Linked DNA regions of Mus musculus: region 2 is linked to region 1. A link is a contact called in public Micro-C data. All regions are on one chromosome and are shown on one strand. Each heading gives the region's core, a stretch centred on a gene start, on an enhancer-like site or on the middle of the called end of the contact. The rest is flanking DNA. Distances are from core to core; before and after follow the strand shown.

Region 1 (5,936 bases), core at 1,772-4,271:
ATTTATGAGCCACTGAGGGCATGGTCAACATTGTATGAAGGTTTCTCTGGATGGGGTGGGGGGAGGACTTCTTTCCATTTCCCCACATTTAAAAAAATATGTCTTTTCTTTTCATGTATTTATGATGTATATGCAGGTGTCCCTAGAGGACAGATGAGGGTCTACTACATCATTAGGAACTGGAGTTGAAGGTAGTGATGAGGGGCCAGATGTGAGTGTGAGGAGCTGAACTCAGGTCCTTTGGAAGAGCAGGAAACGCTCTCAAACTGCTGAGCCATCTCTCCAGCTTCTCTTTTGGCTGCTTTGCTTCCTAACTGACTGCTCTAAGGATCCTAATTCAGCAGGTCCTGGTGGCTCTAAAAGCTGTTTAAAGCCCATACACGGTGATTATTTCTCTCTGGAGGTCTCTTAACTCTTTATTGGTCTTTTGGTTAGGAGAATTATCTAATATGGTTCAGAGGAAAGAGAACAGTGGAAATCTGGCCTGCCAAGAGGACCCTCTTCATCTCTGCTGGAGGGGATTGTGTCTATCATTGTTTTCTTTTGGGGGAAGGGCCTAGGGAGACAGAAGCCACGTTGCCAACACACCTCTTGCTTGCTTCTGAGGATAAGTACGCTTGGCAGCAGCTGAGGATTTGAAAGAGTTCTCCTGTCACGCCTCTCGCAGCCATGTGAGCACAAAGAAAGAGAGTCACCTTTCTTTGTCTCTCCGTTTTCATCAGAAGAGTCCTATTTTTAGGATGCTGGCATATAGTCCAGCATCTCTCCCAACTAGGGGCTGGCACTCCTTTTAGGACATTTTGGAGGCATGGATGGAATCCGACGAAGTTGAGGGCACAGTGTATTATCCTTTTCTGGTTGTGCATGGACTTGGAGAAAGTGCTATTTTCAGAATGTCTTCAACATGGCATTGTCCAGAGATCGGCTACAAAATCACGGCTCCTCAGCGTTGCTGCGAACAAAAGAAATCCCTTGTTCTTGTCTTGAGGCTGTGTGATTACAGGTCCTATGATCAGATAGGTGACCCAAGACGAATGCCTTCCCGAATATAACTCAAGTTTATCTATAGCTGTCCCCACCTTTATCTGTGCATATGTCCTTAGCGTTTGAAGAGGGATTTATTTTCAGCCTTGGCCTCCACCATGCTTTGTTTACCCCTGGGATTGGGACTGAGGGCGAACACACTCTCTCACCTGTTCTCTTATGCCCCCATGTCTCTTGCAGCCAGATGGCAAGCAGGCAGACATTGTGGGCAGCTTTTGGCTCCTGACTCAGCAATCCTGTCCATATGATCTCTCGAGCAGTAAGACAGGAGACGGGCCTGTCTGTGCTAGGTCTCTGCGTATCTCAGCACCTAGCTCTGCTTCTGGGGAATGGAGCAGCTTGTTTGAGTTGAGTGGGTAATTTAGAGAAAGGCGTTCCACCAAGTCTTTAGATACCCTTGCTTTAGGGATTCGATTTTTTTTTAATCCCATGGAGCCATCCTGGACCAGAGTGTCACACAGTCCTCTTTTGGTGTGAACTCACTTTGCTTATTTATGCTCATACATGACTGCTTCCCTTGGGTGTCACTGAGTGTGTCCTTTACCTGTTCCACATGCTCAGGTGTTTATTTATGTGTGAAGGGAGAGCATAAAATAAGTGCTCAGCCATGGAAGGGGACACACAGGAGTCTAATGCACACTGTCAAATGTCCTCAGAGCCAGGAGAATGACAAGGATTACATTGGAATTTTGTGGATTTGCCATGAAGTGCCCATCATTTAGTACTGTATCAATTAATAATACGAATCTATTCTGTGGCTTGAGAGATGATGGTTCAGTGCTTAAGAATGCTTATTGTCCTTGCAGAGCTTCCCAGTGTGCTTCCAAGCACCCCCCTGGGCAGTCTGCAAATGCCTGTAATCAGCTCCGGGACATCTGAGACCTCCTTCTGGCCTCTTTGAGCACCCACAAGCATGTGTGAATACCCACATAGATATGCACGTATATGTAAAATAAAATATAAATCTTTTAAAAGTCTACTTCCCTTTCCATTTATGCTTTTAAAATCCTTATTTCCTCAATCAGTTTGTATTCTTTTCACAGATTCATTCATGTTTGTTGATTAAAGCAAATAATCTTCCAGCAAAGTAAAATGGAAGGAAAAAGAAAGAAAGCATGGAAAAAAGGAAGAAATAAAGGAAAGGGAAGGAAGGAAGGGAGGAAGGGAGGAAGGGAGGAAGGAAGGAAGAAAGAACCTGCAAAGTTATTAGAAGTCTCTGACAATGGAGGAAACCTACCTGTTAACTTGCTTCAGATAAAATAGTTTGACACACTTTGCATCAGGGAAGAAACACTGCCCTGGAGAAGTCCACAGTGTCGGAGGGGACACATTGCTAATGGAAGCTAGCTTCCCTTGGTAGATCACAATATACAGCTCCAAACACAAGAAGTTAAAAGAGGTGCTGGATTGAGGCCACTGAGTGTCTTGCAGGTTAAAGGAGCAAGTCTCAAAATCAATACTCTTGCTTAATAGACAGTCCCTGCTGGGTCCTCAGACAGCGAGAGATGTATTCATATGCACACACTAGGGTTTTTGCATTCAGGTGAATTTCTGGATTTCTTTTGGGATTTCTACCTGAATTGAATCTGTGGGCCGAAGGGAAAGATGAGCATTCAAATGTTCAAAGGCCTTTGTACTGTGAGGGAAAAGAAAGACACACATGCACATAAACACACACATACATGCGAGCACACATACACACACACACACACACACACACACACACACACACACACACACACACACAGAGAGAGAGAGAGAGAGAGAGAGAGAGAGAGAGAGAGAGAGAGAGAGAGAGAGAGAGAAAATTCTCTTTGATTTCTTAACCCAGGATTTTGTAAGGCTGGGAAGACGTTAGTGATTTATAGCAGAGAACACTTTTCACATGACGAAGTTGGTTACTCCTAGGCACATGCTCTGGGGTTTTTACCAGGAACAACCAGAGGCCCCAAAACAAACAGCCCTAAAGGATTTGTGAACAGGAAGTGTACCTTCCCTTGTTGACCTTAACTTATATGTTGAGTAAACATGTTCCCGTTCTGCACCCTAGTGTATCCAAGGCAGCTACTTGGACTGTGTCCAGTTGTCCCTTTGGTTGTGGTTCTTAAAACTGCCAAGAATTGGAGCTAGAGAGATCTGACTCAACTAGAGACACTGAATTGGAACAGGCTGTGGATGGATAGGCACACTTCTTGGGTCTCAGGTCAGTCACCTGATCTTCCAGGGGATCAAGAGGGGCACACATGACTTGGTGGCCCCAGTGGATTGTAGTTTAACTACAGACCTGGCAGTGTGTTTGTTGATCTAACTTTTGGATGTTTGGTAGCTGGTTTAATCTAGTGAGCACACAGCCCAGGGGTGTGGGCAGTTCTATATTCAGAACCTTGGCGTCCCCGGTGATGCTAGCCTTCTGGTGTTTCGGCTTCCTTTTGGCAAGGAACCTGACAGATGCTTGTGTGACAACACAGCAACAGTTCTGAGAAAATTTCTGTAAGATGGCTTTTGGGGCGGGTTGAAGTTAGTAACTAGGATCATTTTTTTTTATCAGAGAGTTATTTGACTGTTTTACTTATGCATGAGCTTGAGAAAATGGGAGTAGATAGTACGTGCTTGTTTGGATAACCCTCCAGGGAAAGGATTTTGTAAAAATCTTTGGCTTTTAGGCAATGATCTCCTGCTTGACCTCTTGTTTGTGGCTTAGTTACCCTGAACTTAGGATGAAGCGTGAAGCTGCACATGGCCGGAAGCCATTTCTATTCTCTAGGCTCTTAAATGTGAACCTATATTCCTACATTCGCTGTGCTATGATCTTAATGTGTTTTTTCATTGCATATATATACATATACATACATATACATACACACACACACACATATATATATGCATGCTGTGCACAGTATTGTATTCTAAGTTCACTTTCACACAAATATACATCGTATATTGAACATGTTTCTGTCCCCATGCCTGCTACCCTTCCCTTCTACACTCCTCTCCACTCTTCTTACTTTCCCCCTGTTCCCCTGGATTGTTTTGCTTCTACTCTCATGCGGTATAGACATACACCCATGGTTTTATGTAGCTGTACTAAAACTAGGGGTGGACCAGCAGACTGGGCTGGGTTTCTGAATTTTGGAAGGTGACTTCCTGCTTCTTTATCTCAGCAACTTTAGGTAGTAGATCTTGATGCATTTGTTACCTTTGTGTTTCTATGAGATGGGCCTGGGGAGGATGGGATGAGAGGGAGCCAGAATTCCTTGAAGGTCTGTATTCTATTGAATCTGATTGCTTTGGTGTTTCCTAGCCTAACTTTAGTTGTGTCAGGATGCTGTAATGAGGTCTCACATAACATAAACTTATTTCTTCACCATTCTGGAGGTTAAAGTTGATGATCAAGGGGTTGGCAAATTGGGTTTTATTCAGAGGCCCATTTCCTTAGTTTGCCACTTTGACTTTGATCTCAAAAACGGTTCTCTGAATATGCCCATGCTATGGTGTTTGTCCTGGTCATATGACCTCTGGACTTACCCACATGTCCTCACTCTATTTAATTACACCCTTAAAGGTCCTACCCCAGAATACCTGGATATGGCCTTGGTCAGAGGGATTAGGACTTAGGTAAAGTTTAACGTAACAATCTGAGAAGCCCCGAGTCAGCCCTTCACACAGCTCCTTAGAAGGGAAAGAATAGCACTCTGTGTGTGACCAGCAGCCTGCTCAGGCTAGATGGGGATGTGGAGGGATCACACAGAGGGATGCGGGCTCTAGACACACGTTCCTGTCTGCCTTGGGCTCCATTTGGTGCTCTCTCTCCTGGGGCTGCTTGGTACATGGACTCCTCACATGTGCTGTTGCTGTCACATCACTTCTAGTGGTTCCTACTCATGTCCACATGGCTAGACATGCACAGTCACTGGTGGTGATGGCGGGTTCCAAGAGACATCTAACACTGGGAACATGGATTCCAGAATTTCAAAGAGCGTTCTCTGTGGGAATTGCAAGTGGACTCATTGTTACCTTTGGATGACCCCCTTTCTATCCCAAGTTAGAGAATAAACACTCATTGACCCAGTTGACTATCCCCTTCATAATCTCTAAATAGTTCAATTAAGTGCTTGTACAGCATCCCCATATGTTGGCTGGATGCAAGGTGCCAATATTTTGACACTGCTTTCTCATTAAAATGATCAGGGCATGAGCCTGGAAGATTCCAGTATGTGGCTCACCTGGGACCACCCCAAGGGATATGTGAGTGCCAAGCAAACCAGAAATAGTGTTAGGGAGGAAGCATTTCCCTCTGCTGGCTCCCCTCCTGGATGGGGTCATTAAGGAGCACTTTTTACCCTTGGCAGGACCAGGTAGCTGAAGAAGTTCACCTCCTGTGGAGTTTAAACACATTCCAGTTACTCCCATGACAGCGATGCATGGAGAATCAACATATTGACCCCCCAGAGTATATATTAAATTCTGAAGGATTAATCAAAACTGCACCATGTTGTGTGCAATTAAACCCTTGAAAGGCAAAATAAATTTGCCAGAGCAGTAGCAGCTCTTGTACCACTTCTAGCCGGAATGAGGCAGTTTTCACCTCTGTCCTAACAGATGAGTTTGTGCTCAGAGCTTTTTTTTTTTTTTTTTTTTTTTTTTTTTAATGTAGGATAGGCTAGAATGAGCCATCTACAAAATCCTTCCACTGATGGAGAACAGGGAATCAAACTCACTCATATTATCTGGATGTGGGTAAATACCAAACAAAACCTTTGTGTCAGCAGGAGAGAAGATGTATCTAGAAATACAGGATACAGGGAAATTGGAGGGAGTGACATTTAGGGCATTTGCAGGAGAGCCACCAGGAAGACTTTGTTCGCTTAGTGATGCATGCACATAACTTATAA
Region 2 (5,936 bases), core at 1,150-3,649, 260 kb before region 1:
GCATCTCTCTGTGTGCCAGCCTTCTCCTTCCAGTTGTTTCCTCTGTTTCTAACCACTGAGAAAAATATATTATCTTCCAGAGGAGTGCTTTCTACTTTCCCTTTTACAAACAGAAGTGGAATATGTGAATCCTAAAAGCCTCATTCCTGCCTCAAAGGAGATTCTAGTAAGAGTATCAAACATTAAAAAAAAAGAGGAAAAACAATTTGCTTTCAAAATACAAGAATTGTCAATTTTTTAGCAATTTGGACAGGGAATCAGTAGATTTGGCCTAATTGGTGAAAGCTTTGCTATTGATCAACATTGAAAAGTGTCTGGTGAAATGAAATTTCCTATCAAAATAACACTAGGAAAAGCTGCTTAAGAGTTCTCCCACAAATAATAGAGTAGAAACAGCAATGGCTGTGCCTGTTGAGATCCTACTATGTGTCAGACAGTACTGTGTAGCCTAAGTCTGTGAAATGGCTATTATTATTTAGCATGTAAAGACATGGCTGTGGTCTTGAGTCAGCCCCTGGCTTGGGCTCTAATGGCTTCAAAGCTCCATAGAGAACTATACCTGTTGGTTTGTGACCCATGTGTGTCATTGTTTGTGAAATGGCTTGGTAAGGGGACATGAAGGTAGAGACAGTCAACACTGCTTCTCATTGGAGCCCCTGGGTTGCTGTAGAGACTGGCTTGTTCATAGTCGGACTTCAGTACACACTTGTTCAACCCACAGATAAAACTACCAGGGAGCTGGGTTATCTCACGGTGTTGAAACAAACGACTCTGTCTGCTCTGATGTGTAGAAGACTGGGATAGCTTCAGAGATGTGTGTATCTTTCCAAGTTGGAAGGATGGGGACTGATTTGATTTCAGTCAACCTATCCTTAGTCTTGAGCTCACTGGGGTGGCCAGTATCACTGAATTACAGCATGAGGCACGAAGACTAAGAACCTTCTAGAGCCTTGGCTGCTAGAGTCCAGGTTGTCTGATTTGGGTTAAAGGGTGGTTAGTGAGGTTCCATGGAGAACGTTAACTCTTAAAATTTCAAATCTTATATATAATGAATAATAGCCACATTTTAAAAGATTGATGTGATCCACATTCCTAAAAAAACAAAAAAACTAGATAATTAGCGTAATTTGGAGGGGACATGAGAAATGAGAGACATATAGAATCTATTTCACTTAAAAATATCCATGTTAACAAAAGAAGACAAGAAAACAGGAATGAGCTTGCTGGGAAGAAAGGGGGAGTCCAGGGAGAGTGGATAAGAGGGGGGAGAATATGATCAGAATACTGCGTATATGTAAGTGTATATGAATGCATGAAATTGTGAAAATAAATAAAAAGTTTTAGTTACAACAAATGTTCATTCTAGAAAAATGAGCGATTATAGAAGAGCAGACTGAAATAAGATAAGTCACCATTTTTGTTGAGAGTTAGAGATGTACATCATAATGTATATAAATATGTTTATATATATACACACACACAAACAATATATGTATATATTGTTGTGCTTATGTGATTTTAAAGAGAGATTATGCTTTGTAATTTGCTTTTGAAGAGCAATAGATTGTATACATTTTATGTGTCAGTAAATTATTACCATGTCGTAATTTTTAATGACTGCAGAGTGACCTACCAGATGAATATATCATAATTTATTTCACCAGCCCCAATTCTTGGCCCTTTGGATGGTTTCCAGACTTGAACTGCAATAGAAACATATGTCAATGAAATATCTTTTACTAAGTATCTTTATGCAGTTGGCCTTGACCCACGTGGGACCCAAGCAGGTGATTAGGGAAGTTAGCCGAGAGGTAGAAGCTGGTCACCGACCACCTCTTTTGGCCTCACCAGTGTAGGTCACAGAATATATCTGGTGGCAGTGACCACTGTGTCTCAGGGAGACTTCTGGGAGTCCTTCAGGAGCAGAGCAAAGCTATGCCTGGAAAGGAAGCCAAGTTCAAAACAGGCCGATCCAGTGAAGTCCTTAGCCCTGCAAGTGGGACTCAGACCATGGCTCCCTCTCTTGCTTTTCTTCTCTAACATACTATCTCCTCAGTTCCCTTCCTGGTTTTGTGACCTTTTCCCTTTCATTTCTTCCCTACCCAACAGTTATTAATACTTCTTCACTTCCTGTCTTCACATTTCTCTTCTTGTGACTCCCTCCCTGTTTGAGTGGGTTCATCTCTCACCGCCTGTTAACTCTGGAACCCCAGTCTCCTGAGTATTCTACTGTCTACCAAATGCTGGGCATTCACATTCTGGAAGCTTCTAATGGGAGACACTGCTTTCCATGGGCTAAGATTTTTACTCATCTGGTTCATTGCTTGTTACACTGTTATCTCTCAAACCTTGCCAAGTCTATCCAGCGAGCTCTGCGTGTTTGGCATCGTGCCCTTGCCTCTAGGCACCACCTCTTCCCCAGTTCTTACTCATGTCACCTTTTGCCTGGGTGGTTGCGGTGGCCCCATATGGTCCCATTGCCTCCCTGCCATGGCCAAGGTATCTTGCACAGGCTTGGCAAACTTATCTTCCCAGATAGGTCACTGGACTGTTCCCTTCAAGACTCTCAGTAATTTGACCTCAAAGTACCTCCTGGCCTTGGCTACCCTCTTTTTCAGAGTTAAGAGTCTAAACCAGTATCCTGATTATGCTAGGCAAGGGCTCTCTGCCTCTGAGCTACAACCCTCTTGGTCCCATTTCTCTAATGTGTCCGTCATAATTCAGCCCATCTGAGCTCCTTTCTACACTCTTTGCTCATGATTGTCTCCGAGCTGGGACAAGGCCTGCTTCTGCCTTTTAGGATCTTAAAGCACAAATGTGACCTCTTCCAGGAAGCCTTGCTTGGTTTCTGAAGCCAAAAGTGACTGGGTCCCTCTTGCACATCCATTTGCCACTGACCTGAAACATATACTGTGGCTAGATTGCTTTGTGGCTTAGGTCCCATTTCAGACTTTAATTTCTATGTGGATAGGAATCTGAATCCTTCTCCTCTCAGGTCAGCCTCCGTCTCTCTCTTAACTCAGGTCTTACCCCTATTGCACGTTCTCAGAGACGACTGTTTTCGCAGATAAATGAATGGGGGACTTAAGGTACTTTATCTCAGTGTTTGTTGGGCACATAACCACACTATAAAGCAAACTCTAAGGGCTCCGTCTTGCGCAGCACACCCTCCTAACCTGTGTTTGAAAGAGCAGTTTTCTTCCTGGGCCTTCTCCTCGAAACATGTCCTGGCAACACGTGTGAATGGGATTCAAAAGTAGCTGCTCAGAAGGCCAGTGGAATTGTCTGGAGAGTTCTACTTTTGTAAGCGGGAACCCTTTTCTCTGTCCTTAAAATACACTCTGCCCCATTCCTAGTGGAAAGGTCACAAGACCAGAGCCAAACAAGTCGGAAACAGTTGGCCTCTGCTACCTAGAAACCGTGTAATCCTGGGCAACTTTTGTTACTTGTGACAAAGTGATGACTACCAAGTTACTTAAAAATTGCGTTTGGCTGTTGGTCCCAGACATTTGAGATGGTGACTTGGGAATGAAAAGATTTATTTTCTTTCTTGTAATAGTCTGAAGATAACCCAGAGTTCCTAGGAAATTGTGACCTCAGCTCTTACTATTTTTTATTTTTATTTATTTATTTATTTATTTATTTATTTATTTATTTACTATTTTTGCCCTTGGATACACACACACACACACACACACACACACACACACACACACACATTGTTCATATACAAGGTGGCCCCACAGGCCAACATGGCTGCATGAACTCATGTGTATTTTTCTTAATAATAAGAACACAAAAATGTTTTCCTTACAAATTCTACCCAACAGCTTTAGTTTAGTGATGACTCACTGCCTGGTCCCAAAACATAATAAAAATATATAGGGACTTTAAAAATATCTATCCTTAGCCCCAATGCAAATAAGTTAAATCAGAATGTGTGTGGCTGGGGTACAGAGTCAGTTTGTTTGTTTGTTTGTTTATTTATTTATTCATTTATTTATGAGACAGGGTTTCTCTGTGTAGCCTTGGCTGTCTTGAAACTTACTCTGTAGCCCAGGCTGGTCTCAAACTCATAGAGATCCGCCTGCCTCTGCTTCCCAAGTGCCAGGATTAAAGGCATAATCACCATTGCCCATCTCAGAATCAGAATTTTGATAGAACACCCCAGACGATTTGCTGATACAGTCAAGGCTGAGGACCACTGACCTAGGGAGAGTATGTGCTTATTCATTTCAAGTCAGGACCCCCCCTCGAGAGGGAGAAGGGACAAATGAGTAAACTGAGCTTGGGACAAATGATATAAGCTGAGCTTATCCCAGGTGAACTCAGAGGGTCAGTGAGCAGAATTATCCCTCACCTTGCCCCCATCTCTCTACAGTGGCTAGACACACAGCTTTAATCTTCCTCTATCCTGGAAAGAGAGAGAATGGGAGAAAAGATATTAGCTGAGCACACAGCACTCTACTCTCTCCCCACCCAGGCTCTGGGCAGCATGTGCTAAGCGACAGGAAATCATTTTGTAAGATGCAAGTACTTGAGGGATATATCTAGAATAGTAGATTAGCTGGATCTACTCTAGGAATTGCACCCAGAAGGGCACTAGTTTGACTTCACTCAGATCCTGGTGGATTAACTTAGTGCCTTATCTTAACTAATGCTAACAGGAGGATGGCAGCCCTTGCCTCCAAGTATGGACTTTGAGATGGACCAGAATAGGTTCAAACCCCAGCCCCGCTTCCTCCCTTGCTCCTTGCTAGAATGGTCATTTATCTTTTCTAAATCTTTTGCACTGAAAAATATGCCTGGCCCCTGGGGTGTTTACACGGAACTAAAATGCACAGCCAGGATGGCTCAGTGGGTAACGGAGATTGTCTCCAGGTCAGATAACCCAAGTTTCATCCCAGAAACCACATGGTGGAAAAAGGGAACCAGGTCCAGAGAGTTGACCTCCTATGTGTGCTATGGAGCCCATTCATCTGAGCTCTTGTGTGTGTGTGCGTGCGTCTGTGCGCGCACGTGCATGCTCACACACACACACACACACACACACACACACACACGAGAAAAACAAGGATGAAAGCTTAAGCTGTTGTTGCAATGGGTATTCAGCCATTATTGCTCCTAAGATCACCGAATAAGATCATCTTTTTTTTTCGAAGATCTTCAGTGACCCTGGGTCGCATCTTTTCTCTTAAATGCCTCCATTTCCCCTGGTTCCTCTCCTTTTTGACCACTAGCAAGGGTTTCAGCTAGCTGGAGGACCTACTTAATAGACAGAATGAAATCAACAATTTCAGTGAGTCACCAGACACCTTGGAAGATTTATTCCTTTGCAGTCACCTTCGCCTGTGGCCATTGTGTCTCCCTACCCACCCTCCTCTTGGCCACTAGCCACCTTGTTGCTGGAGTAATCGCCCTTTCCTTCGCTGTCTTGCTAACTTGTACACTCTCTTCCCCAGGGCTTGCTCCTCTAATCTTGCCTGCTCTGAGTTTTGCTGGAGTCTTGTCTTCCTTTATTCCTTCTGTTTTGCTTTTATCTCCTTACCTTTCCTCTTGCTGAGTGTAAATAAACCTTAAGGCAAAGGGGTGGGGGGAGCCAGACAGTGCACTGTTTAGCTTCCTTGAAGGGGAAAGAAACGCTGGCTAAATCTTAGAGACGGCACTAGGTCCCGCTGGCAGAGTCAAAATTCAATACTTTCTACTTGTAGCATCCTGCCTAGACAATTCGAAGATGTGTAGGAAAGTAAGACAGCTCCAGGGAGGGATGAAAAGTGCTTCTCGATTGGCTTGCTTGGGTGTCCTGGAGGATGGCTGCAAAGCCTGCCTTTGTCTCACAGGTGTGATGCTTCTAATTGCATTTGCGGCATGCCCAGCAAAAGGCTCCTATAGGCCTTGCAGGCCACACTACCTATTTGGCAAGTGTCTGTCCCTTA

The links. A called contact is a pair of places that touch in the nucleus more often than the background predicts.
Region 2: a contact with region 1 is called in a Micro-C map of brown adipocytes, with 4 times the contacts expected there. The contact joins two enhancer-like sites. A contact is called at or near these places in 3 of 484 Hi-C or Micro-C datasets (brown adipocytes, cerebral cortex and embryonic fibroblasts).

What each region holds. Positions count from the first base shown.
Region 1 is chr5:51,796,981-51,802,916 of GRCm38.p6, reverse strand. It overlaps a transcript of Ppargc1a not described here. Among named protein-coding and RNA genes, the nearest start is that of Ppargc1a, 250 kb to the right of the region's middle. Within about 2 kb of position 3,021, at least 18 of the 459 cell types and tissues checked have an H3K27ac peak or open chromatin away from gene starts, as enhancers often do. A contact at or near this core is called in brown adipocytes, where this site is marked.
Region 2 is chr5:52,058,879-52,064,814 of GRCm38.p6, reverse strand. It overlaps a transcript of Ppargc1a not described here. Among named protein-coding and RNA genes, the nearest start is that of Gm40302, 68 kb to the left of the region's middle. Within about 2 kb of position 2,399, at least 8 of the 459 cell types and tissues checked have an H3K27ac peak or open chromatin away from gene starts, as enhancers often do. A contact at or near this core is called in brown adipocytes, where this site is marked.